7 separate regions of the Mus musculus genome follow, and all the other regions are linked to region 1. Evidence: chromatin contacts called from public HiCAR-type, HiChIP or PLAC-seq and promoter capture Hi-C data. All regions are on one chromosome and are shown on one strand. The core of a region is the stretch at or near the end of the contact, and the rest is flanking DNA. Distances in the headings are between cores, read along the strand shown.

Region 1 (3,446 bases), core at 846-3,345:
CCAGGGTGATAGCATTATAGGCGAGCCCCTCCCTCCACTGCTCAGCCTGGCCTTGAACTTTCTTTCTTTTTTGGCTTTTCAAGACAGGGTTTCTCTGAATAGCCCTGGCTGTCTTGGAACTCACTTTGTAGACCAGGCTGGCCTTGAACTCAGAAATCTGCCTGCCTCTGCCTGGCTGGGATTAAAGGCGTGCGCCACCACGCCCGGCTAGCCTTGAACTTTCTAATCTACACACACACACACCTACCACTAGGCTTATAGGCCCCACTGGATAAAACTGCTTTCTTGTACACTGTGTTCCTAAAGCACCAGGGATGGATCCTGGGGCCTCACGCATGCTAGAGAAGCACTCAAGAGTCCAAGTAGACTTCTCTAAGGAAGGCCGTGGGCGACTGTGTAACACAGAACAGCACAAACAAGGGCTTAACGGTCTTAAGGGTGTGTGGTAGCACGTGCCTACAACCTCAGCACACAGGTGTCTGAAGGACCAAGAGTCAGAGGCTGGTCTGTGCTCTACAGCAGCAACACAGAGACCCTGTCTCAGAAATGATCGGTTTAGGAAAGCGAGAGCTAAGCTTGGCTAAGAACCTTCTACCTTTGTCTGATGGCCTTTCTACACTCTAACTTCTTCCTTAAAAGTTACATACCTTGCATTTTTAACTACTACAAACACAAGCCAGATGGGAGTTCTAAACAAATGAATTTATCAGTACTATTAAACATTAAAAAAAAAAAAAGTCCCAGCCCTTAGGTCCAGACTGGGCACAGCATCCCTCATTAGTAAGCCAGTGACTGCGCTTGTGGCTCCCAGACTCCCCTCTACACACCCTGGAGCTGCTTCAGGCCTCCTTAATAACCAAGCCCAGAAGTCTGTATTCATTCAGAGAATGCACTCCCTGGAACCTAAGAACTTTTCCAAGTAAATGCTTTCTTAAAAGCCATTTTATTGGCCAGCTGTGGTGGCGCACACCTTTAATCCCAGCACTCGGGAGGCAGAGGCAGGCGGATTTCTGAGTTCGAGGCCAGCCTGGTCTACAGAGTGAGTTCCAAGATAGCCAGGGCTACACAGAGAAACCCTTCCTCGGAAAAAAAAAAAAAACAAACAAACCCAAAAAAGAAAAGCCATTTTATCAAAGTACTGGGCCTAAGCTGAGGCTCTCCTGGGGATGGCCAGGACAGGGTGCTGTAGTCAGGGATTCCCGACTTGAGAACCCAGAATACAAGCCCTGGGCCACTTACTTTTCTCCGGCAACTTTGCGCAATAATTTAGCCTCCGTGCCGTTCACCTCCAGCTCCCAATCTCCAGACATCTTGGGAAGGGACTTGTGTTTCTGGATCTTCTTTTCTTCCTTAATTTCATCAGTCAAGAATTCAACGAAGGCCTTGTCTCCTAAAAGAAAAGCCAAGATGACCCAAAGGGAGAAAAGCCGGTTACCGATAGACCGGACTGTATCCATTCTTACGACACTAGCCCAAATCACTCCTTAAAACGTCCGTTTCTCACTCTATAAAAAGAGCAGGATATACTTACTGAGCTGAACTGATATTTATCATGAGATGGTTATTTCTTATCATGGACTCACTACTATTACTTCCCATATTAAACAAAAGAATTCCCAATTATCCTCTTTCTGGTTCCAAAAGACATAACCAACAACCACACTTTGAAACCACGACCCTACGGACTTTGCTAAGCCACATTTCCAAGACGCGAGAAGGGGGGGGAAGCTTTCGATCACGAGGGTCTGTTCCAAGCTGGGTGGCCGCACTCCGACTAGGGTGCGTGAACCTTACCTTCCGTGTGCAGAGCGCCACAGCCGCACGCGCAGGGAACCGGGGGCTGCAGGAGGCCAGAGCGCCGAGCCGAGCCGGCCCGTACGCTGAGCAAACCGAAGGGCCGGAGGCATGGCCGGGGCGCGGGCTGCAGGAGATGCCGAAGCGGCTGGGCCGGGATGGCGGTTCGGAGGCCGGAGGCGGCGGCGCCGAGGGCGCGGGGCACGCAACGCAGCAGAGGGAGCATCGCGGGGCGGACACGTGCAGAGGGAAGGACGACCGGGCCAAGGCACCGTGTGACCTCGCGCGCTGCCGGAAGCCCCGCCCTCGCCCGGGGAAGCGCTTTCCACCCCAGAGGACTGCAGTCATCCGGGCCGGACCGCGCCCTCTGCTGGGAGCCGCCAGTGCAGTCGGGGAGGCCTTGACTCAGCTACCTTGACCACCATGTCTCCCTTGCTGCCCACTCTCCCCAATTCACCTGCTTTTCTCAATCCACACCAAGCTTTGTTACCGCGGAATGCGTTCAGGTTCACCCCAACTCGCGCAAAACCGTATATTCAAAGATCACTTAACGATCTTCTGAAACCGACTAATTCTGGAAAGCCCAGGCTGACCTGCACGCAGTTGCTGTGGAGTGGACATCCTGGCCTCATTAGACATTAGATCCAGAATCCCAAGAACAGGATGAAGGATTTATGTTGGAAACCTTTGCACGCCCTAACAATTCATGGGCCAGTTTTAATGGACCATCGGTTTCCTGGGAGCAGGAATATATGGCTTACATCATAGGCGAGGCCCTTGGTCTTGCGAAGATTATATGCCCCAGTACAGGGGAATGCCAGGGCCAGGAATCGGGAGTGGGTGGGTTGGGGAGCAGGGGGAGGAGGAGGGTTTAGGGGATTTTTGGAGAGGAAACTAGGAAAGGGGATAGCATTTGAAATATCTATTAAAAAAAAAGAATCAAGGATAAGAGGCTGGAGATATGGCTCAGTGATTAAGAGCATTGTTGCTCTTGCAGAAGACTAGAGTTCTAGTTCCAGCATCCACATGCCTGCTCACAACTATCTAACTTCAGTTCCAGGGCAGCAGATACCAAAACACTCAAAGGTATTTAAAAAAAAATCAATCAATCAACCAATCAACAAAACCACTCCCCTCCCCAAACAAAACAAAACAAAACAAAAACCAACCAAATCACTCACACACACCCCAAAACAAACAACAAAAGCCCTGCTCATGCATTATAGTCCCAGCATCAGGGAGGTAGGCAAACAACTGAGTTTGAGACCTGCCTGGTCTACACAGCAGGTTCCAGAACAGTCAGGGTCACATGAAAAAGACTTCTCAAAAAAAAAAAAAAACAAAAGTAAATGCTGGATACCAAGACTTATCGAATGAATGGCAGTAAGAATAATGTTTAATATTCTAAACAGCATTCTTTAAATAAGGGAAAGGAGGCCCAACAAAAGAGGCCACACAGATCATTATACAAGATTCAGTTTTTATGGATTTGATAGTCAAAAGCAAATTTCGAGCATTATATACTAGAACTGTTCTTTTATGTTTGAGACCAGAGAGAACAGAGCACATGTCCAAATCCGCTTGTCAGTTTTCTACACTACAGCAGTCTATAGAGAATTGTTTCCCCACCGGTATAGTCTAGTTTATGTGCT
Region 2 (3,348 bases), core at 111-2,610, 1.5 Mb after region 1:
TCACAAACGGAAACAGACCTAAACACAAGCTGAAACTGGCCCAAGGTCACACACACATTAAGCACATTCAGGATAGAAACCCAGTTGTATCCATTTCAGTCTCAAACCTGGGGTTGAGTCGCAGAGATGCTCAAGGAGCATGAGGCTGCCTCTCTTTAGACCAACCCCCCCAGCCCCCGCCCCCAGGCCTATGCCCTGCTCCAGGCTCCAAGCGCCATGGAGCAGAAGGAGGCGTCTCCAGGCCTCAAGCCAGGGCCAGCTGCAAACCGCATCCTGGGTCCCCAGGCGGCACGGACCCGCCCCGCCCCTCCCTCGGCTCCCCGCAGGCCCGAGCCTTTGTCAGCCACGCGCTTACAAGCTCACACACACATATCCGCGCTGCCACGCGCGCGCACACTCCGGCTGCCTGGCGCACACCCGCAAGAGGCGCACACACTGGCCGCACGCATGCAGGGGGGTGGCTGAGACCGAGGAAAGAAGGAACAGACGGGCCGTGCAAGCACAGACGGCCTGGACTAAGGGAAAAGGAGGAGAGGCCGGGGAACCTGCGGCTGTGGAGGAAGGGGGCGCACAGGCGATAAGGCAAGAGAGACGCAGAGGAGACTCTGGGAGGACAACGGATGAGCCGTCAAGGGCTTGGCGAAGGCTCACAAGCTGCTCCAGGGGTGGAAACTCCACCAATCCCTAACACGGGGAGCGTGGGGTGCTTTGGATTGGACCCATGGAACGCCAAAGCATCGCTTGAACAGAGGGTCCTTAGGGACTCTCCAGAGGGCTTGGATCTAGGGAGCTGGCAACCAAAAGCTCCCTAGGGCATCTGGGATGGAAGGGCCCTGGTCCTCGGGCTAGATGGGGCATTTGCTCACCTGCCACAGTGTACCTGTCCAGGTAGTTGAGCACGTTGCCTAAACTCAGGATGGCAGCAGCTGCCCCCCGCCCTCGGCCTAAGCTGGCCGGTTTGGGCTGCGGCGCGCTGGGGCCCTTGGCAGCTGCTGCGCAGCCAGGGGTGCTGGGGATGCTGGGGAGTCCGGACGGGACCCGCCTCACGCTGCCGGACAACGTCTGCACCTCTTCGTCGGCGGACACGACTCCAGCGCCCCCAACACCCCGCGCCCCGCAGCAAGCGCTACCTCCAGCCCCTGGCTGCGCCCCCCGGCGCCGGCGCCGCCGCTCGGCGTCCGCCTCCTCCTCCTCCGCGCCGCCCGCCGCCGCCGAGGCGCATTCCAGGCACATCATGCCGGCCCGGGCCGGGGCGGCGGGGGGCGCGGGGGGCTCGGGGGACGCGAGGCCCAGCCCGGGCCCGCTCAGTGCGTGCGCGCGCCGCGGAGCCGCCGCTGCACCATCCCGGCCCGGCCCGTCCGCTTCTGCGCTCGGGCTCCAGCCCTGGCTGCGCCGCTGCTACTGTTCAGTCAGTGAGACGCGCGGCCCCGGCGGCTCTGACAGCTGCGGCCGGCCCCGCCCACCAAGCTCGTGTGCCCAATCACCTCCGGGCTCAAGCCACAGCCCCGCCCCGCACGTGCTGCCCCGGGGGGTGCGGGGGCGCCTGGCCGCACAGCCCCACCCGCCTGACGGGGGCGCAAGTCACGCAGTAGCGCTGCGGCCACGGAACCCTCGGGGATCAGGAAGCGATTGCGGGGAGCTGCAGCACCGATTAGGATTTAGGTGAGGGAAGAAGGGTACCCCAGACCCTACTCAACTTCCACCCTGCCCCTGCGATGGGAGAGGACCCCTGGCTGAGGCCGAGGAAGGCCCATGGCTTAAGCTACGCATTAAAAAAAAAAAGTCTCAGATGGTCAAAACTGGGGAACCTGTTGTAGAGCTGACTCCAACAGTTACTCACCTTAATTCAGTCTGTTTAGGCAGCGCTGCCTAAGAAACATGATTGGTGGACCCAGGACACAGACCTCATGAAGGTCCATTGCTCTCCTCTATAGAGAAGCACCTCCATGCTATGACCTGGGCTCACTCTGACCATATCTCTACCCCCCATAGAGTGGAGCTTGTGAGAACCAGGGCTCGGATTAGAGCCCAAAAGAACCAGGAGGGCCTCCTCAATGCCAGGCAGGGTGTCCTACACCTGTAACCCCAGCGTTTGGGAGGCTGAGTCAGGAGAGATCCAATCTCAGACAAACGAGAAGGAGAGGGGATGGAGCAGAAAAAGCCTTTGAGGGGGGTACCATCTCCCCAAAACCCTTAGTGAAAGTTGGAAAGCTGGATCCTAGCCTATATCTGCTCTTGCGTGTGGCTTAACATTGGACGAAACCTCTATCTTTCTGGGTCTTTGTTTCTATTGGGGGAATATAGTCCAGGTAGTTGAGCACGTTGGGGGGGGGGGGGTTGTCAGTTCTGGAGAATGGCTAGGTAGCTTCTGTGTAAAGAACAGTCTTCTCTTGTAAGTCCATCATTTGGGAGGCAGAGGCAGGTGAAACTCCGAGGTTCCAGGCCAGCGAGTCCAGGCCAACACGTCTCTAAATAAATAAATATGTAAAAGGAAAGAAAGAAGTTAAAACCCAGTATAGCATGTTCTCCCTAGTATGTGCCAAACCCTTGGTTCAAATGAGAGAGTCAGGGGAGACTTAATTCAGCCCCTCAGATATCCAGTGGTTTCTGTCTGTTTCACAGACAGACTTCAGGTCACCAAGGTGACCCGTCATAAACAGACAACTAGTCAATGGTCTGGTTGGTACGAAGCCAGGGCCCTGAAATCATCTTGCTAGTGCAGGCTGCTCCAGAGCCCACGTCCACAACAGGAACATCTTGTGAAGGTGTCAACCACAGTGAGTCATGGCATAGCCAACGGATGACAAAGCATAAGGCACTCAAGCACACACACACACACATACACACACACACACACACACACACACACACACACACACACACACACACGAACACACACACACACTCCACTGTCTTAGTGAGCAGAGTTAATCCCCAAGCTGGTGTTTCTTGGCGCCTTCAAGGTGTCTTTTAAATTCTGTGAACTGACTAAAAATATGCTTCGGCGTGTTGAGTATGAATGACTGTGACGGAAGGTTAGGAAAACAGATTTCATTCTGAAAGTTGCCTGCTGCCTCTTTCCAGCTGGCTGGATTCTGGCCTGTAAAGTCAGTCGGGGGGCGGGGGTGGGGGGGGTTTCAATGCGTGGCCAGGGATAACAGGTGATTAGCAGACAAGCACAGACCCAGAAGCTCCATGGGGCCAGATCTGTGTGGCTGTGCCAAGCGAGAGGACCATGTCTGCTGTGGATGCTGCCCAGCTGTGTATCTGTGAAGGAGGCTCTGCACGATGGCTTTGCACTCTACCCAGGCTGCGTCTCAATTTCCCACCCCTGAACTCTCACCCTTT
Region 3 (3,821 bases), core at 626-3,125, 1.7 Mb after region 1:
TACAGTACTTGAATGCTCACAAAATCTCATTCTTCACAATACTAGAAACCATGTTTTTATTAAGCAAGTTTCTTGATAGTAGATTTTGGTATCTGTGCATCATAAAGGATCTGGCCAAATTTTTAGGATAATCCAGGGCAAGAGTATCTCAACTAGAAACAAGTTGGAGCCTTGTCAAACCTTCCAAAACGAAGTGGGACTCGGATCTCCCGCCTAGAGCAACTTCCCGCTCCACTTTCATTCACCCCTTGTCTGCTCTGGCTCCTCCCTTTGCCACGCCTCCATCCATGGATACCTCTGACCCTAGCATTTGGAAAAGCAGGAGGACCAGTAATTCTAGACCAGTCTGTACTCCATGAGACTTGTCCAAAAAAGTGAAAACAAAAACAAACAAAAAACCTGGCTCAGATTAAGTTTGCTGGGCTTGCAAAGCAAGGCAAAGAGAAAACATGCTGCAAACAGATGTCAGATATGACAGCACTTTCCAACCAGTTAAGTTGTTTTAATGTTAGGAGCTTGAGTATTTTTAGGGGATAGAAGAGTCTGTTTATGCTCAAAGCTGGTTTATCTAGCCACCTGAAGATCTCAAAAACTCATTTGACACACCTATGAACCATCCTCAGCAAGGCAGTGAAGCTTTGAGCTCAGGCACTTCTATTGAAACTAACAAATATTGTTTCTTTAATCACATGTCGCTTATCCAGGGCCACTACTTTAACACTGCCCTGTTATTTCCTTCACTACTGTAGTCTGCTACAATCGGAACATCAGTTTTTAGTACATAATTATCCTTAATGTATTTAAGTGTCCTTCTCTTCCATTTTCTAAGTGTTTTTCAGCCAGGGTCGTCCCCTTTTCAAAATTTTAACCATTGCCCTTACATTTTTATAATCTGAACTCAATCCCTTCATTATTCCATTTCATTGCCCTCTAATGCTTTCTTTAACTGTGGCAGATCTTCCTAAAATCTTAACTGTTCTCTAAGTCACTACTTAACTGTTGATGCATTATTTCTATTCTCCTTTGTTGACCTGGAGGCTTCAGGTGTGCTAAGTACATATTCGTTACCCGGGCCAAGAAAAAGTATTTATGTCAAGTGTGGTGGCACTTGCCTTTAATCGCAGCACTCCAGGCAGAGGCACTAGGGTCTCTTATCAGTGTCAGGCCAGCCTGGTCTACATAGTAAGTTCCAGAACAGCCAGGATTATGTAGAGAAACCCTGTCTCAATTCCCCACTCTACCTACTCCACAGCCAAAAAAGGCATACTATCTAGGATTGTCAGCCCTCTATTTTGCTATTATAAAAATCATCTAATCATTCTCACATTCACAAAAGGTTTAAGCTCCTGGTTTACAATCTGAATTCCTTCTCCATGGCCTTGTCAACCGTTATTAGCTCCTAGTGTTATTTGGCTTTGCCACTTTGACCTCAGGGATCTCACAATTTTGCTTACATAAAATTGTATAGAGATTTGCAGTTTTTGCGACCCCTATATTTGTAACCAGTGTGTTTGCCTGTTTGATAACCCAAGTTGTCTGGTTTTAGCCATAAAAATTCCCAAAGCCCTGGAGAAATGCTATCATTTAAGTATTAGGACAGCGTCCCACGTGGTTACAAAGTAACTTAAAGATCCGCAGTCCCTGCCTCAGAATAGTCCATGTTTGCTCTACCCTGACGATCGCCTGGAGTACGAGATAGCCCAGTCCGCGCTTGTCAAACCTTCCAAAACGAAGTGGGACTCGGACCTCCCGCCTAGAGCAACTTCCCGCTCCACTTTCATTCACCCCTTGTCTGCTCTGGCTCCTCCCTTTGCCACGCCTCCATCCATTCTCGCGAGACTTGATGATTCCCTTGCGCCGGCATTTATCGCGAGGCTGTAGGCAGGGCCGGGCCCGACATGGCGGAAGGTAGGTTTTTTGTGGGGTGGCACGGGAAGACGCGAAGCAATAGGGGTACCACTGGCCGGGCACAGAAGCCCCTGGAAGGGTTGTCCGGCTGTGGTCGTACGGTGCATCACGTGTCTCGCGAGCCTTCCTATGTAGCGTTTCGGGGCTCCCCGGGCCGGGGTTCTCAGCGCCGTTCCTATGGCAACGCCCCTCCTGCAGTCTGTCTTCACTCGTCACCCCCCGCCCCCAACCCCGATCCCGGTAGTCTCAGAACGAGAAAGGGGTCGGGTCCTGGGAGCGAATGCACCCGCGGGACTCGAGAAAGCTGTAGAGGAGCTTCTTGTGCCAGCCATGCTGGAACGGGGAGGGAAGTGCCCCTCTCCTTAGGAAATCGAAACTGCTGTCATGGCAGGTCCTGCATCCGGAAGGGTGCATCTCTTGCCTGCGGAAGAGCTTGGGACTCTTCCTTGGAAGAGCCGGGACTGCAGCTGGACGACGGGCTTCTTGGGCGTGCGCTGTAATAGTCTTTAAGCTTTTTGGCAGCCCTAGCAAATGTGGGCACGCTCAGATTCTCTGAGGTTTACAAAGGGGCAAAAGGAGATGTTTCCTCAGTAAGGAAGTTGACCAAGGTCACACTGCTTGAAAGAGGTGTGCTAAAGCCAGGCTTCGGTTCCTTTACCTCCTGCTTTAGTCCTTCGTCTCTTTTTTAGTACTTTACGACATTGCAGGTAAAGGCATCCGGTTTCTCAGGTGCAGCCTCCCTTAAGGAATAATGTTAGGATCTTTGCTTGCCATAGCTTTACTGTATGAGTTGGGGTGAAAGCCCTGAGATAGTGAGTTACCTAGTAGTGATCAGACAATATTAGACCTGGCCGGTGTGCTTCTCCTGTGTACCCCATTGTTGGAGAAAAATACTTCTTGTTGGACTTTGTTGAGTGGCTGAAGATTTACTTGATCTAGACCTGGCCTATTTTGTTTTTGTCTTTTGTTTGTATTTTTTGGTAAGTGTTGATTAAACTCATCATTTCTTGATCTGAGATTTGGGTAGTGTGACAGTTTGTGTAGTCTTCTCAGATTTGAATTAGGTTTAAGAGTGACACGAAGTAGGCCTGCCAGGTGTGTTATTTGCCCTTTATAGTTAAGTGAACTGAGGCCAGATTCATGGCTGGGACTGGATTCTGTTTTCATTTTTACTTTTTCTATCTGTTAAACACCTTGGAGGTGGTGAACATTGTCCAACAGAGGAGGAGAAAGCGAAGTGACTGAAAGTGCTGGGTGTGGTGATGTATGCCTGCCTGCTTGTAGTTCCTTCATTCAGCACTTGGAAGGATCTGGAATTTAGGGTCATTCACAGCCTACCTGGAGTGCATGAAACCCTGTTCAAAAAATGAACTAGATGATTTTGCACACCACGGAATGTTGTGTACCTGTTGCTCAGCAGCGAGGTTTGGGAGGAAGGTTCAGGAAGGCACGATGTGAGATCGTGAGCAGTGTAGAGCCTTTAAGAAGGAATCTGCGTGTTGGGGAAATGCATGACCAAGTTTCAGGTCGTGGAGGAGGGAGTTTCTCAGTCCGTAGTTGTATTGAGAACTTAATTGTGTTTGTGCTCAGGTTCCAGTTGTGGGGAATTCATACAGGCCAAGGTTAGTACACTGCGTGTTTACTTTTGGTTGCCTTGAGGTGATTAGAAACATCTATCTAGCCAGAGGACAATACACCTTAAGGACAAACCAAACATTTTTCCAGGATTAATCGGATGGAGGGATGAGGTGATCGGGAGATGATAGTCTCTGACCTCAGTCTACCCTAGCTACACTCCAGATTCCTAAGTCCCAGTGAAGACTGTTGAAAATGATGTTGCAGAACTCAACTAGGAAAATTTGAGGAATGGCAAGAAAAACAAAATTACTAAAGATATTTTGTTTCTTATGTTG
Region 4 (3,486 bases), core at 608-3,107, 2.0 Mb after region 1:
AGAGACATGCCCTTTGGACAGCCTGCTCGTGACCTAGCCTTGAGCTGTCATCTAGGCGGAGGCAGGTACATAATTAAGAACACAGAAGTGATGGACAGGGAACGTGAATTGACTGTGTGGGACTTGGGCAAGTTTGGAGGGGTACTCAGAAGTCCTGATGAGGACAGCCAGGCAGGTGGGCATGCTGACAGGTATATTCACCTGCCAGGTAGGAGCCACCATCTTGCTCTGCTCATAGAGTTTGAAGAGAGGGTGGAGTGGTCTGGAGAAAGGGGTGGGGCTGCCAAAGCAAACAGTCAGGCCTGGGGCTGTCTTCTAGCAAAGCCAACTCACAGCTGTGGGATGGGAAAAGTGGGAGAGGCTAGGGCTGATGTCCCCTGAGGTTGGCAGAGGAGGTATAAGCCCCCAGGATGTGTGTGCTTGGGAGGGTGCAGGGTGATTGCTGCTTGAATGTCTATATCTCCATGTGTCGGGGAGGGAGGTCTCCAGTGGGAAAGTATCCCTGGGTGGCTCTGTCTCCAGCAGAGTCCTACCAAGTTTCCTAGCAACTTACAAATGAAGAGAGGCTGTCTGTGTCCTGTCCTGGTCAGAGGGAAAGGGAAGGAGGAAGATACCTGGAGATGTTGGAGTTGAAGCTTAAAATGTCAGAGTATGGTAGCATAACTTGTAATCCTAGCACTCTGGAAGCTGAGGCAGGAGGATGGCCAAGACTTTGAAGAAAGCCTGGACTACATAACAAGACCTCGTCTTAGAAAAATCCCAAGTAAACAACTAAAATGTCAGCTGGAAGGAGACACGGCCATAAAAGTAACATTCCTTTATCCCTACAGCAGCTGAGACCCAGCTGATGTCATAGAGTCTGGACAGCCTTTCCAAAGCCACTAAAAGGCCCAATCTGTCCCTGTCCTCACCAGTCAATATTTGGAAAGCATAGAGGGGTGGAAACAGGATAAAAATACTCGACTCTGGGGTGCCCATGCTCAGGCAGGCCGGAAGCTTCAGAGTGCACGGGTGCTTTGGGACCCAGGTGCAAAAAGGTAGGAACTACCCTGGCAGCCTTGGTGATTCCGCGGCTGCACTTAACCAAGAGCCAAGGAGTGGGGATGAGATCAGCTGTTCTCTTGGCTCCCCCTTTTGGAAGGTGAGTGGTCTCTGCCTTCCACCTCCGCAGGCCTGCAACCCTTTGGCACTCCCTGACAGTGCTGATATAGGGGAGTTTCCCCTGTCCCTCCCTCGGTCAGGGTCAGTCCCCGCCAGGCACCCTAAGCAAGGAACCCCTCTGCCTCGCTCGAGTTCCCGGGGATCTCTCTGAATCCCCACCGCACCATTCACCTGTTGGGGACGCTGGACTGGTAGGTAACAGCCTGGTACTTTTTACCTTCCTTCCCCACTGGGCCATTTTTGGGGTCTTAGAGATGCGAGTGTATGAAGAATGACACTCGTCGCAGGACCTTTGGGAACGTGTAAGGCGCACACATTCAGCACTAGAGGAAAGAAAGCATCAGGTTGTTTCTTCCGCAAGAGACCCCCAGTGCACTGCATCGGCTTCCCGCCAGACTCTGTGCAGAGGTGGAGCTGGGAAGTGGGGTGCCACTAAACGGACAACTGCAATTTGCAACACCCCCGGACACAACCACAAACACCCTCGAGCTCCTAGGACACAGAGAGGCGGCGACATGAAAGCAGTAGGTCCCCCAGCTTTGCAGACCGAGTTCGAGGCTCCCTGGCTCTAGCTTCAGTATGTGGACAGGAGGGTAGCATACTCGGTCCCCCGCCACCCTCGGCGGGGCGGGGCGGCGGCTGCTATTGCGGCCGGAAGGGGTGTGGGTGCAGGGCGGGTCCCGCGCCGCCCCGCCCAGAGGACGGAGCCCCGGGCACAGCATCCTGGCGCGGGCCCGGGCTGCCATAGCCACTGCCGTCGGGGAAGGTCCCAGCGTGGTCATGGCCTCCCGAGGGGCCCGCCCCGCCCCAAGCTCGCAGCACTCCACACAGTAGCCTTGAGGAGAAGCGACCTGGACGTCGCGGACGGCCGGGCAGGCAGCATGGAGGAGGCGCACCTGCTCTCCGCTGCCGACGTGCTGCGTCGCTTCTCGGTGACAGCCGAGGGCGGCTTGAGCCTGGAGCAGGTGACCGACGCGCGGGAGCGTTACGGCCCCAACGGTGAGCGTGGGTTCCTGCCCTGCAGTGGGGACCGGTTGTCCCCTCCTGACTCGGCAGGAAGCCGGGCTCAGTAAGCCTCTGCAAATGCGCGTGGGGCACCTGGTGGGGCCTCCCGGTCTCCTTCGGGGGAAGAGGAGGCAGGATTTGGCTCTCCACTCCCCATCTCGATGCACCCCTGCAATCCTTAGCCCATTTTATCCCAGAGCCTTACTGGATGCCCGCACCTGCTGTGCGATCTGCGGACACCCTGCAAGTGCAGACGCTTGAGGCCCTCTAGCCAGCGACTCCGAGGCCCAACCTATCAGGGGGTTCCGATGTCTCCCCGGAAGGTTCACTAAGGCGCCCAAGACGGTGCAGCCTGTCAGCTGTCAGCTTTGGTGCTCTTAACCCCAGTCCCAGGTCTTCCTCTTTCTGCAACCCCAAGCGGATGTGGCTGCCGGGAGTTGATGTGGGTTTGAACTGCTGAGGCAAAGACCCACCTTCTTGGAGGGGCAGGTCGGAGGTCTGGAGGAGTCTTTTCCCCAGCTGGTGATCTGGAATGGTGCCTGCCCCATCTCTGGGGACCGAGGTAGCCCACGTACTCTTTCAGTTTACTAGAGGCATGGCTTCCTCCCCTCTGTCAAGGAGCATGGGATTCTCCTTCCTGTCCAAAGTCTTGCCTGGCCAGTGCCAGTAGACCCCGTCTAGATGAGCCCCACACATTGTTAGGAGCGTGTAGTGTGGACATCAGAGGTTCCCTGCAATGTCCTCCTGTCACTCCTGGCTCAGGGCCACAGCACCTGTAAGCTTGAAGGAAAGGGGGGAGGGGGAGAGAGGGAGGGAGGGAGGGAGGAAGAGAGAGAGAGAGAGAGAGAGAGAGAGAGAGAGAGAGAGAGAGAGAGAGAGAGAGAGAGAGAGCCCAACCACTCCAAACTTCTATCTTTTTGGAGAGCCCCTCACCCTTGAGAGTTGCCAGGTACCAGAGGAACCATGCTCTGGCCTGGGTGTCCCTCTGCTCCAGGCAGTCTGGGAAGTAGGAAGAGCTGTCAGAAGGGATGCTTTGGGTTTGTATTGGTTTATGAAAACCACCTCTTATGTAAATATTATCTTTCTGGAGCAGAAATCCTTTTTCAAAAAAAATTAGTTGCTATATTTAGTTGAGCTGTGGGAGGAACTAGGAGATAAATATTATTTAATATCCCCCATTAATGACTTGGCAGTAAGGGTGCCCTTTTTCTGAAGAAAGACAGGGGTAGCAGGGTCCGTTTCAACCCTGAGGGAGGGGAAGGCGGGTCTGGGGTCTGCAGCCTACTTGATGTTACTGTGGTCCTTGGTTCCCATATGATG
Region 5 (3,826 bases), core at 74-2,573, 1.3 Mb after region 1:
GCTGTATTTGTGAATGTATCAGTTGTCACTGAGATATACTTTGTGATGTGTGTGTGTGTGTGTGTGTGTCTGTGTGTGTGTGTGTGTGTGTGTGTGTGTGTGTGTGTGTGTGTTAGATCCTAACCCCAAAGCCTTATGCATGGTAGGCAAGTGCCATACCGCTACCTCTACTCCAAAACCCTTTGATCATTTTCATTTATCTAATGACGCCCTGTTTCTTCCTTGGAAGGGGGGTGGTGGTGGTGGAATGAACACAGGAAACCAGCAAATCGACTGACTTCCATCATTTTGCACTGTGATAATTTTGGACATGGGCTGCCTTTAACACAATTTGTTTTCTTTGAACCTCATGAGGTCAGCTAGCCTTGTTGGGTAACTGCCTGAGGCTGTGGCACCTCGCTGGAACAAACATATACTGACACAGCAGCAGTTTTGCATGCAAATTCTAGGAGCACCTGGACCTTAAAGTTGCCTGGGAGCTCCAGTGTAACCCGGTCAGCCAGGAGACAGTATCCAGAAGGCTGAGGTGACTCAAGCTCCCAATTGGTTATCTTGTCTGGATCTGAGCACAGCTCCTCCAGCTCCGTGCCTGTGGCAGAAGGGTCACACCTTGGACCACGTTACCTGGGAACTTCTGTGCAGGTTATTCAGCCCCTTGCTGCTCGATTTTACCAGTGAGCATGGGATAGCAAGACCTCCTCATGGTTTCTGTCATCTTGGCTTACATTATTGTTTGCCATTATTGTTTGCTTTGTTTTGTTTCCCAGCAGAGGACAACCTCAGGAGACACAACACAGTTATCCCTGGCCATTCCCAAGACTTGCCCCAAACCCTGTAGCCTGAGCATCCAGCACCCAGAACCCCCTGCTCAGTTCCTCACAGACTTTGTTTTCAAAGTCACCACAAACTGGAACCCACACAGGGGTACAGAGCTTGCAGGAGCTTCTTCTTCAGAGAGCAGACTCAAGCTTAGCATCTCAGGAGAGACCAGACAGAAACAGTAGGAGTCAGTCACAGGTTGAGAAGTGGGCAGGGACCCCATGGAAACAAAGCCAGTCAGGGAGGGAGGGGGAGAAAGGGAGGAATTGTTGTGCTGCCCAGAGGAAACCCGACAGCTAACGCCCACCCTGGAGGTCACAGTCACGGTAGCACAGAGGCTGCACAGGACAAGGGGCATGACAGAGGACTAGCCCATGCTGCAGAATGGCCTTCTGGGAGTGTCTAGCTGCCAGGATCTGGGAACCGCCCTGAGCTGAGAATTTTTGAAGTCTCCTCCCTGCCGCTGTGAGTCAGGCTGGGCAAACACTTTCAGTTTTGTTTTCCTGTGTGCAAAGAAACGAAACTCCACAGAAGCACTGCAGGAAGCTTGACCATGGAGGCTGACTTCCAAGTGTGCAGGAACTGGTAAGAAGGCATTTTCTCCAGGGCTGGCCAGACAGAGGGGCAGGGCAGAGCAAACAAATTCTGAAGTGATGGGGATGAAGTACAACACCAGAGGGCAAGCCGAAGGGGACTGGAACCTCTGGAGTGAAGAGGTTCCAAATCTCTAAGTAGAGTGCTCAGTGGTACCTCAATATCACTGTTCCCTCTTAGCTTGGGTATTTCAGGCTGGCTAGTTTTAGCCATGAAGTATGGAGGGACTGGTCCCTAGCAGGCTATTCCTGTCAGAGCTTAGATCCGTAGCAGGGGTGGGGGGCATCGTGGTCTTCCCACCCATCTGTGAGAGGACCCTTTGAGAGATGTTCCAGGGTTATTCCTGTCCTCCGCCTGACAAAGGAGCTGGGAGATAGAACATGGAGGGCTGAGCAGGAGGCAAGGACCACACCTCCAAGTAAAAAGAGCTGGTTCCTCAGCAGACCCCACCTGTTGCAGTAACTGGGGTAAAGCTCCACAGAGATCTTTGTTCCACTTCACCTTTCAGGATCTCTGGTCTATGGAGTATGGAGGCAGGCAAAACAGAGAGGGCAAACAGAGCAAAGGACGTCATTCTGTGCGGTTGTGGGGACAGCTGGATCAGGCTAACAGCAGTGAGGCCATGAACCAGATCACAGGGGCCTGAACAATTGGAGGCCATGAGCCAGATCACAGGGCCTGAACAATTGGTCCTTTAAGGATACAGCCTGTTTCCTTTCTCCCGAGCTGCCGTGAGCATGAGCAGATGGAATGGGTTGGCAGCGTTCCTGGTGATGAGCCTATCAGAGGAGGACACCCTGCCCTACAAGACTCCCCTGCATCTCAGATGCTCTCTGGGTAGCTGCAAGGGAGCCCAGGGACGGGAGACAGCGTGGTGGATGGACTTTTGCTCTTGAGAGTTGGGAAACCCTTGGAGGGTCTGAGGTGTGGTCAGGGCAGAGCTGCACTGCTGTGCTCCCTTGTTCTCGTGATGGCCTTTCTAGGAGATAACTGGAAAAGGATAGAACTTTACCTCCCCCAACCCTGTCTCTGTGGGGTGATGCTGAGGAGTCGTTCCAGGCACTGAGCCTAGGGCATTGCACAGAGCAGCCAAGCACTCTGAGCTGCGTTATCCCTGGCTCTGTTTTTCCCTTTCCTTTTGACACAGAGTATCACTAAGTTGCCTAGGCTGATCTTGAACTTACTCTATAAGCACAGATAAGCCTTAAACTAGCCATCTTCCTGACTCAGGCTCCTGAACCCCTGTGCCAACAGCCCTAGCTAACTTGTACATGTTTGAAATATACATCTTGATACACAGTACTTATTTGTGAAACCATCTTACAATCTAGGAAATGAAATCTATCATCAATCTTGAAAGTTGCCTGTTGCCCTGGTACCCTCTTCCTCCCCCTCTCCCAGGCACAGTGCCCTCACACCTATTTTCTGATGGCGAGCTTATCTGTTTCACCAGCACTGGCAGGCATAGGAATGCATCATCAGCATCATCACTGTTTTCCCCAGGCCGCAGGCCTGGAAAGAGCTTACCCCAGGTATGCAACAAGGCGTCATGTCTTATGCTAAGACACTGTGCCTTTCTTTCTCCCCCACCCCCACTTTATCCTGAAGCAAAAGAAATGTGGCCTCTCTCCACTTCATGCTCCACGAGGCCCACTGCCTGCGCTTCATAGTCCTTTGCCCAGAATGTGAAGAGCCCATCCCAGAGTCAAAGATGAAAGAGCACATGGAAGTTGTGCACCAGCAGGTGAGCAGGTGGGCAGGTGGGGCAGAGGCCTGGGGGGTCAACAACTGGAGTCCAGCCTTCCCTGGCCTGGTGGGTAAGTTATTTAGCCCCTCCATGTTTGGCCTCTGTTTTTTGTTTGTGTTACCCTGAGGCTGTCCCTAGTTTCTCCCTTTCTTCTTGCTACCCCAAGACTATGGGTCTGGCAGAACAAAGGATCCATATAAAGAAAGGCTAACTGTTCTTCAGAGACTTGTAAGGAGGAGGCAGGAGGGCCCATCTCAGTCTTCTTTCCTACCTTTTTGAGTCAGTCTCTTGCGGCTTTATCTTTCTGAGAATCAAGTTCAGGCATCCATTTAGATTCAAGCTGACCCAACAAACACTTCAGTCAAGTTGATATAAAACTAGCCAGAACAGTTTGAGTAGTTTGGACTATGTCAGCAGCTTGTGCAAGCCCTCCCTTTCTGGAGTAGGAGTGAATTCTTCTCTATAGGCAAATAGGATAACCTGGTTGAAAGACAGAGAGGCTAGTCATAAAAATTCCCACCACCACCATTATCTCCCCACCTGAGAGGCCAGGAGAATGATGAAGGACTATCCTACCCGAAAGATGCAGATTCATCTGCATCTGAATATATTCTTGCATATATGCATGTATACATACAAACATACATACATGCAAACATACTTACA
Region 6 (3,677 bases), core at 1,157-3,656, 1.4 Mb after region 1:
TCCAGTGCCTGCCCCACCCCCAGCTTAGCCCTCTTCGCTCAGCACATATCTGACTATATTGGTAAATGATTTTCGTATCTTTCTCTGTTCAAGGGAGAGGGGGGACCCATGAAAGCACAGACTCTGTTCATCCCCTGTGGTATAGCTAGCCCCCAATAGCTTGATCAGGATTAGGTCACATCTATACTAAAATGTTGTCTTACCAAGTTTCTTGTTCACATCGCTCTGAGACTTCCTGGTGGTCTTCTCAATTTCTTCCACAAGCCTCTGGCTCTCTGCCACCAAGCGTTCAGATTGGGACCTTTGGGCCTCTGCTCTGTGGTACTGGCTTTTGTTAGCAATATACCACTCCTCAGGAAGGAACCTGGGTGGAGATTGCAGTAGCTTGGCCATTTAGGATTTCCAAAGTCCTGATCAAATACAGAACAGTTTGCATGAGATGTAAGCAACAGTTTCTGCCATCATCGCTATTATCAATTTGTGACACTCATACTTAAGTGTGCACAAATCATCTGAACCAAGCTCCCAGCCACAGGCCTAGCCAGCTCCCAGATCAAGAAATAATGTTACCAATATGCCAAATCTTTCTAGTTTCTAGTTGCCACTCTCAGCCTCACAAGGTTGCCACTAACCCCATCTTTAATGCTACATATAGGTTCCTTTGCTTTTTAACTAAATAGAGTATTTTCTTTAGCATCTGGTGGCTTTTATTTAATATTGTGTTCATAAAAGTGGTCTTACTGCCTATAATGTAGCTTGTCCATTCTTATCACTATGCAATGTACCAGGTGACTATGTAAAAATTAACCTTTTCCTATTGCTTATAAACATGTGGACTATTCTCATTTAGGGTTATCACAAAATGCTCTTGATATTCTCCTGTGCATCTTTTGAGATGTGGAGTTCTTGTTGCTCTCGGTGAATCATAGAACAGTGTACTGGCTAGTCTTATGTCAACTTGACACAAGCTAGAGTTATCTGGCAAGAGGGAACCTCACTTGAGAAAATGACTCCATGAATCTGGCTGTGTGACATTTTCTTTATTAGTGATGTATGGGGAGGGCCCAGGCCTTTGTGGGTGATGCTAAGCCTGAGCTGATGGTCCTGGGTTCTGCAAGAAAGCAGATTGAGCTGGGCAGTGGTGGTGCCTTTAATCCCAGAACTAGGAAGGCAGAGGCAAGTGGATCTCTGAAAATTTGAGACCAGCCTAATCTACAGAGTGAGTTCCAGGAAAGCCAGGGCTACACAAAGACACCCTGCCTTGGAGAAGAAAAAAGGAGAGAGAGGGAGGGAGGGAGGGAGGGAGGGAGGGAGGGAGGGAGGGAGGGAGAGAGGGAGAGAGGGAGAGAGGGAGAGAGGGAGAGAGGGAGAGAGAACGAAAGACAAGGAAGGAAGGAAGGAAGGAAGGAAGGAAGGAAGGAAGGAAGGAAGGAAGGAAAGAAAGAAAGGAAGAAAAGAAAGAAAGGAAGAAAAGACAAGGAAGAAAGGAAGGAAAGAAAGAAAAAAGAGAAAGAAGGGAAGGAAGGAAGGAAGGAAGGAAGGAAGGAAGGAAGGAAGGCAGGCAGGCTGAGCGAGCCATGATGAACAAACCAGTTAGCATGCCCTTCATGCCCTCTGCATTAGCTCCTGCCTCTAGATTCTTGCCCTGTTTTGAGTTCCTATCCTGACTTCCTTCAATGATAAACAAGCAATATGAACATGTAAGACAAATATGCCCTTTCCTCTCCAACTTGCTTTTTGATCATGTTGTTTTGTCACAGCAATAGAAACCCTAAGACAAGCAGTATTCTTTCAAATACATGAACCCAGACATGTTGTATAAGAAATGAACAGATGTGACGTCTGTAAGCCAACATCTGGGCATTGTGACTACAGGATAAAGACAAGGAACAGGGGGTAAGGCAGCCTCTGGAGACAGTTGCGGGGGAAAAAAAATATGATCCCCTGGCTCTGAACGACATCACATCTGTCTTCCATAGGCAAAGCTGAACTCTGAAAGCCTCCCGCTCTGGACTCTATAACCCTAGTATTTACCCTAGGGGCCTCTGAAGCCGTCACAACCAAGGATGGATTCAGATCTTGACTAGGCTAAGCATCAGGCCCCATGTAACCCCCTCAGACACTCCTGAGCTCTCCAGTTCAGTCCCCTCCTATGGTCTCTCCCGAGTCTGTCTCAGCGTGGCTCTCTGAGATATAACTTTGAACAAGTGTGAATAGTCTCGAAGAGGGGACCGATATCAGTGCTAACCGCTGATACAAAAGACACACCGCGTGGGTAGGGAGAAGGGGTAGGTGAGGTGGATCGGGGCTCACTTACCTTAGTTCATTAAAGAACACAAGCTTCTGTAGGGCACTCCTGACCCCAACCAGAGCTCCTGGTTCTGAGAGAACCAGCCGAGAAAACTGCGGTCTCTATGGCAACCGGACGGACGCAACGTTGCCCTAGTTAGAAGACTGCGCAAGCGCGAATGTGAGAGTGGTGCTAAAGGGTAACCCGAGCAAACAAGACAAAGAAAGTAGGTGGTCCGAAGTCTGATCCTGCTGAGAAAACGTCAAAACACGGGGCAGGAGATTGGGTCACTCGGGGTTCCCGTTCCCCGAGTCTCTGACTCCATAGATGCACAGCGGGTCGGTCTTGGCGCTGTCCTGAGCCGTAGATGACCCGGGACCACAGAGATACACACACTGCGTTCCACGTGGTCGTTGCTCCAAACCTGGAGCAAAGGACCTGCAAACCTAGCGACACACAGGGTGCATGGGTAGCTCCAGACAGGGGTAGGCAAGAATGGGTTTTCGGCCAGGTATCTTCTCCCAAGGCGTAAAACTCACCAAGCACTGAGCTTTTTCTCGGTTAAGATCGCACTGCTACGTGATCTTCAAACTGTTGTGGATTGAGTTAAAATTAGGCTTTCAGGACGCCAGCCACTCGGTGCCACGGCCATGAGTTTAACATAGCCATACACCATCTTCAAACGTTCGTTTTACAGGCAGCACGTTTATTTAAAAAACAAAAAAACAAAAACAAAACAAAACAAAAAAACCCTTTGCATTACTACTGGAAATGGGAAATTGGCGCTGTCTGTGTGGCAGAAAAAGCAATCATAAAGGTGAACACGATGAAACAAAGGCATAAAATTTATAACAATGTGAAGGCACTGATGAAGGGCTGGAGAGATGGCTCAGCGGTTAAGAGGACTGACTGCTCTTCCAGAGGTCCCGAGTTCAATGCCAAGCACCCACATGGTGGCTCACAACCATCTGCAATGAGATCCAGTGCATACCTTCTGGTGTGCATGAAAACAGAAAACAGAGCACTCCTAGTCATAAAATAAATACATAAACAAATCTTTAAAAGAAAGAGAAAGAAATGAGGGAAGGAAGGAAGGAAGGAAGGAAGGAAGGAAGAAAAAGCAGCGATGAGCTGGGTGTATCTGCTTATCCCTGGCATCTCAGCATGCCAGAAAAAGACCCTTAAGCTGAGGATTCAAATCTGAAAGACATATTGGAAATTAACACTCACCTTTCATTCATGTATGTATATATATATATATTGCTTTTTTTCAAGACAGGGTTTCTCTGTGTAGCTCTGGCTGTCCTGGAACTCACTTTGTAGACCAGCCTGGCCTGGAACTCAGAAATCCACCTGCCTCTGCCTCCAAGAGCTGAGATTAAAGGCG
Region 7 (3,541 bases), core at 806-3,305, 1.8 Mb after region 1:
ACGCAAAAGCTACTAGAGCATACTAGCCCAGAAATGGAAGCATGTATGTTCACACTTGTGCATGCATCCATGACAGCTATACCAGATGTTAGTAGTGTCCTAAAGTGCACTCAAGTGGCAAGAAAAAACTCTTGATTCCAGTCTAGCATTGCTTCTAACTCTCCATGTCCTTGGGTAGGTCCTATCCCAGGTTAGACTGTTTGAAAAGTCTGGAGAGAAGGAAGTGAGTGATCTGTATTTAAAGGTAGCTTCCTAATTCTCCTAAATGACCGGTGGACTGCTTGAAATTTTTGTCAGTCTAGTTACCAGTCTTGCCCTGCGATCTTCCTTCCCAAATAAACAAAGAGAGAGGTATTCTCCTTGGCTAGAAAAACAACACCTTTAAAATTGGTAGCTGGGAAGCTGGCTTACTGGTTAAGAGCAGTGGATGCTCCTCCAGAGAAGCAAAGTTCCCAGCACCCAGATCACAACCATGTTTACTAGTTACAGGGATTTGAAAACCTCTTCTGGCTTCGATGGGCACCAAGTACACAGGTAGTTCAGAGTTGTACAAGGAAGTAAAACACTCATACACATAAAATAAAAATTAAAAGCTATTAGGTTGGTAGTTCTCATATCTTGTTAAGGCTTTTAGTCAAATTACATTTTCCGATCCCCTCCGTTGTTAAGGGGTAACGGGAGCACAGCAGAATGGAGTTAATTTGATAAATGTTCTTAGGAAGGCTAATATACCAAATTTTGTCAGAAGTTTTGTTTCGTGTTGTTTTAGAGCCAGCCTGGCCACAAATTCCTGGCTCAATGGATCTTTGTAGCTCAAGAGATCCTCCTGTCTCAGCCACTCCAGTTAAAACACCACTTCTGGTTTATTGTAGGTATTTTAATACTACAAAAGATACTTGCTTTCCTGTGCTCTAACTTCATTCCCCGCTTGATTCTCATTTTTTTTTTTTAAAGAAAAGCAGACAAGTGCATCTACTAGAATTAAAAAAGACTCAAATATTATATTAGGGGAAACGGAGGCGGGCGGAGGAAAGGTTATTTCGGGTCAGTCTAAAGAGCCTGAAAGCACGGTAGCTCTAGAGACCAGGTAGACTTCTGAGTGTAACCACTACCTAACAAGACACATCTTTCTCCGAATCAGTCACACAGTGCAGCAGACAGAGTCGGAGGGTACATAACTAGCACAGTTGCGTCCAAGCTGCAAACCAGGACCGTGTCCTTCCCACCGCAGCAGTCTGAGGAATGTGGGATGACGAGGCGCGGAGGAATAAATTACTGGACGAACGCAAGCCGTGGCTACGAGCCCACGCAGGAGGAAAAGGTGTGAGAGCCTCGCCGATACCTGCGAAGCCGCTATAGTGCGCCCCAGGCTCGTAGTGCCTCCTGCCAGAGGACACGTCGTAGACGCGGCCGAGCAGTGCCAAGTACAGGCCCGGGTCCCCTGGGCCGCCGCGATAGCGGGCTAGCTCCTCGGGAAGGAAGAGGCGAATACCAGGGCGGGGACCCCACCAGTCCATCAACCACACGGCCATGACAGCCACCGCCGCCACGGCCAGGCTCAGCACCACACCAAGCCCGCATATCCTCAGCATCTATACAGCAACACACCAGACACGCTTCGGAGGTAGCCACCTCTTAAGCCACCACTAAGACAGCAGAGACGCCGGCCGTGACGTCGGCAGCGCGACACTGACAGACTTCACAGCAAAGTTGACTCTTTTGCCCCCGACTCTTTCTTCTTTTCTTGTCCAGCCTAGATTCTGAACGTGAAGCGTGGAGCAGAAAAGGGGAACAGTACAGAGAAAAAACAAACAAACAAACAAACAAACAAAAAGTCCTGGCTTACAGTTTATCCGCCCTCAACAAAGATGGCGGCAGAGGCGGCTAGACGGATACGTTAACGGGTGGGTTCCCGGGCTTCATTAAGCTGTCGTGAGCAAATGGAATCCGCTTGACGGCTCCGTTGCGACATCAGGCCTCGCTCGACAGCCAGGAAGCCGGAAGTCACTGCCGCCGCTGTGGTCTCCACCCCGTCCCCGCCCGCCAGGAGCTGTCGGAGGTTGACAGGTCGTGGCTGGGAGGCGGCGGCGGCGGCGACACCTCCGAGCACCCAAGACGGAGACCCCATGGGGAACGCTCCGAGTAACAGCAGCGAAGACGAAGCGGCGGCCGCAGGGGGTGAGGGCTGGAGCCCACATCAAGATTGGGCTGCCGACTCTGGCACGACCCCCGGCCCCGGCCCTGCGGCCGCGGTGCTGCCTTCCGCCGCTGCACTCCTGGAACCCGCTCGGCTGCGAGAGGCAGCGGCTGCGTTGCGGCCCGCACCTCCCTGCGAATCCCTGGTGTCGAGGCACCACGGCGCGCTCTTGCGCTGGCTGGAAGAGCGGCTGGGCCGCGGTGAAGAGTCCGTCACCCTGGAGCAGTTCCGGGAGTTGCTGGAGGCTCGCGGCGCTGGATGTTCGGGCGAGCAGTTCGAGGAGGTCAGGGCTGGCTGGCTGGCTGGCTGGCGACAGCGGTGCGGGAGCAGGGTGGTCGCCAATAAGGTCCTGAAGAGGTGGGCGGTTGCTTTGCGGAGGCCAGCCAGGAAGCCATAGGGTCCTCGGGTTCTTAGAATGGAAGTATGGCGTTGTCCGAACTCTTTCGGAGTGCATCACTACGGAATTTTGCTACGTCTCTCGCCTTTACTAGAGGTGTGGAAAGTCCAGGCTACATTAGCTTTGTTCCGAAGAGAGGAGCAAGCCAAAAAAAAGTCTCTGCATGTGGTAGGCAGACATTTGTGCAGTTGACAGGCTTAGTTGCTTGCTGGACCTTATCAGAGTAAGACAATTACGAGAAAGGATGTGCAAAGATCAAGGGAGTGGCCATGAAAACCATTCTGTTTTACTGGCCTGTGCAGGAATCTTGTAGAGAACCATCTGAGTCTAATGTGGAAGGAGGGTAACATTACACTGAAAAGACTCATTCTGCAAGCCGTTCATGACTATAAAATACTAGGTTTTGTTTGGTTGGTTGTTTTTTGTTTGTTTGTTTTTTTTTAACAAGTATACACTGGATTTTAAATCATTGAAGAACTTGTTCCAGGCTCATTTGAAACCTTATCAAACCTAAAGTTGATAGGGAAGCGTTAGTTTTCTTGTACTTATGAAATTTCTCCTCATATCTCTACTGAACATTTTGGTTTATGGTTTGGAAAAAACTGACCCAGAGTTAGCCTATAAATCATTTCACTAGCAAAGTTGAGAGTATCTCACAAACCTCTTGATTCCCACCCCATTCCCTTAGGTCCCTATTATCCTGCTCCCTGAAGTCTTATTAATTCCACAATGTTAGGACAAAAGGTTTTTAATGAGTAAGCCATGTAAAATTGTCAGTCATTGATTGGTTAGTGTGTAAAGCAAGAAACCCACAGTCACTTGTAACATAATTTAAAAGTTCTGTTTCCTCTAAATCAGAGGCTCTTGAAATATTTCGAGAATGTCGCCTGCAAATGATAAAAATGCCTACATAATATATTTTGTAAGTTTCCCTGTAAAAACTGCTT

The links. Promoter capture Hi-C pulls out the DNA fragments that hold promoters and counts their contacts. HiCAR-type assays count read pairs that join an accessible place to other places. HiChIP or PLAC-seq counts read pairs in DNA pulled down with a chosen protein or histone mark.
Region 2: a contact with region 1 is called in an H3K4me3 HiChIP or PLAC-seq map of embryonic forebrain, with 4 times the contacts expected there. The contact joins the promoter of Spns2 here to the promoter of C1qbp in region 1. A contact is called at or near these places in 1 of 39 promoter capture datasets (pre-B cells) and 2 of 115 datasets of contacts at active chromatin or transcription factors (embryonic forebrain and embryonic stem cells).
Region 3: a contact with region 1 is called in a promoter capture Hi-C map of pre-B cells, with 4 times the contacts expected there. The contact joins the promoter of Ankfy1 here to the promoter of C1qbp in region 1. A contact is called at or near these places in 4 of 39 promoter capture datasets (the 3T3-L1 cell line, frontonasal cranial neural crest, hippocampal neurons and 1 more), 2 of 115 datasets of contacts at active chromatin or transcription factors (astrocytes and trophoblast stem cells) and 1 of 9 other capture datasets (adipose tissue).
Region 4: a contact with region 1 is called in a promoter capture Hi-C map of pre-B cells, with 2.7 times the contacts expected there. The contact joins the promoter of Atp2a3 here to the promoter of C1qbp in region 1. A contact is called at or near these places in 1 of 39 promoter capture datasets (pre-B cells), 1 of 115 datasets of contacts at active chromatin or transcription factors (pancreatic cancer cells) and 2 of 9 other capture datasets (adipose tissue and liver).
Region 5: a contact with region 1 is called in a promoter capture Hi-C map of embryonic stem cells, with 3 times the contacts expected there. The contact joins the promoter of Xaf1 here to the promoter of C1qbp in region 1. A contact is called at or near these places in 6 of 39 promoter capture datasets (the 3T3-L1 cell line, embryonic stem cells, hippocampal neurons and 2 more) and 2 of 115 datasets of contacts at active chromatin or transcription factors (embryonic stem cells and large pre-B cells).
Region 6: a contact with region 1 is called in a promoter capture Hi-C map of hippocampal neurons, with 4 times the contacts expected there. The contact joins the promoter of Tekt1 here to the promoter of C1qbp in region 1. A contact is called at or near these places in 2 of 39 promoter capture datasets (embryonic stem cells and hippocampal neurons) and 1 of 115 datasets of contacts at active chromatin or transcription factors (pancreatic cancer cells).
Region 7: a contact with region 1 is called in a HiCAR-type map of astrocytes, with 6 times the contacts expected there. The contact joins the promoter of Zzef1 here to the promoter of C1qbp in region 1. A contact is called at or near these places in 4 of 39 promoter capture datasets (hippocampal neurons, liver and pre-B cells), 1 of 115 datasets of contacts at active chromatin or transcription factors (astrocytes) and 1 of 9 other capture datasets (liver).

What each region holds. Positions count from the first base shown.
Region 1 is chr11:70,980,931-70,984,376 of GRCm38.p6, forward strand. It overlaps C1qbp (complement component 1, q subcomponent binding protein), which reads right to left and starts at 2,096. Exons shown (of 6, transcript NM_007573.2): 1 at 1,795-2,096; 2 at 1,240-1,390. The coding sequence starts at 2,020. Dhx33 (DEAH (Asp-Glu-Ala-His) box polypeptide 33) reads right to left here. Exons shown (of 12, transcript NM_178367.4): 12 at 3,161-3,446.
Region 2 is chr11:72,488,560-72,491,907 of GRCm38.p6, forward strand. It overlaps Spns2 (spinster homolog 2), which reads right to left and starts at 1,361. Exons shown (of 13, transcript NM_153060.3): 1 at 867-1,361. The coding sequence starts at 1,236.
Region 3 is chr11:72,688,127-72,691,947 of GRCm38.p6, forward strand. Ankfy1 (ankyrin repeat and FYVE domain containing 1) reads left to right here and starts at 1,876. Exons shown (of 25, transcript NM_009671.5): 1 at 1,876-1,908. The coding sequence starts at 1,899.
Region 4 is chr11:72,959,312-72,962,797 of GRCm38.p6, forward strand. It overlaps Atp2a3 (ATPase, Ca++ transporting, ubiquitous), which reads left to right and starts at 1,858. Exons shown (of 22, transcript NM_016745.3): 1 at 1,858-2,160. The coding sequence starts at 2,043.
Region 5 is chr11:72,300,306-72,304,131 of GRCm38.p6, forward strand. It overlaps Xaf1 (XIAP associated factor 1), which reads left to right and starts at 1,324. Exons shown (of 6, transcript NM_001037713.4): 1 at 1,324-1,404; 2 at 3,022-3,157. The coding sequence starts at 1,373.
Region 6 is chr11:72,359,476-72,363,152 of GRCm38.p6, forward strand. It overlaps Tekt1 (tektin 1), which reads right to left and starts at 2,407. Exons shown (of 8, transcript NM_011569.3): 1 at 2,318-2,407; 2 at 204-410. The coding sequence starts at 393. Gm34317 (a long non-coding RNA gene) reads left to right here and starts at 2,439. Exons shown (of 7, transcript XR_003949575.1): 1 at 2,439-2,516.
Region 7 is chr11:72,794,171-72,797,711 of GRCm38.p6, forward strand. It overlaps Zzef1 (zinc finger, ZZ-type with EF hand domain 1), which reads left to right and starts at 2,056. Exons shown (of 55, transcript NM_001045536.2): 1 at 2,056-2,480. The coding sequence starts at 2,127. It overlaps Cyb5d2 (cytochrome b5 domain containing 2), which reads right to left and starts at 1,669. Exons shown (of 4, transcript NM_001024926.3): 1 at 1,343-1,669. The coding sequence starts at 1,592.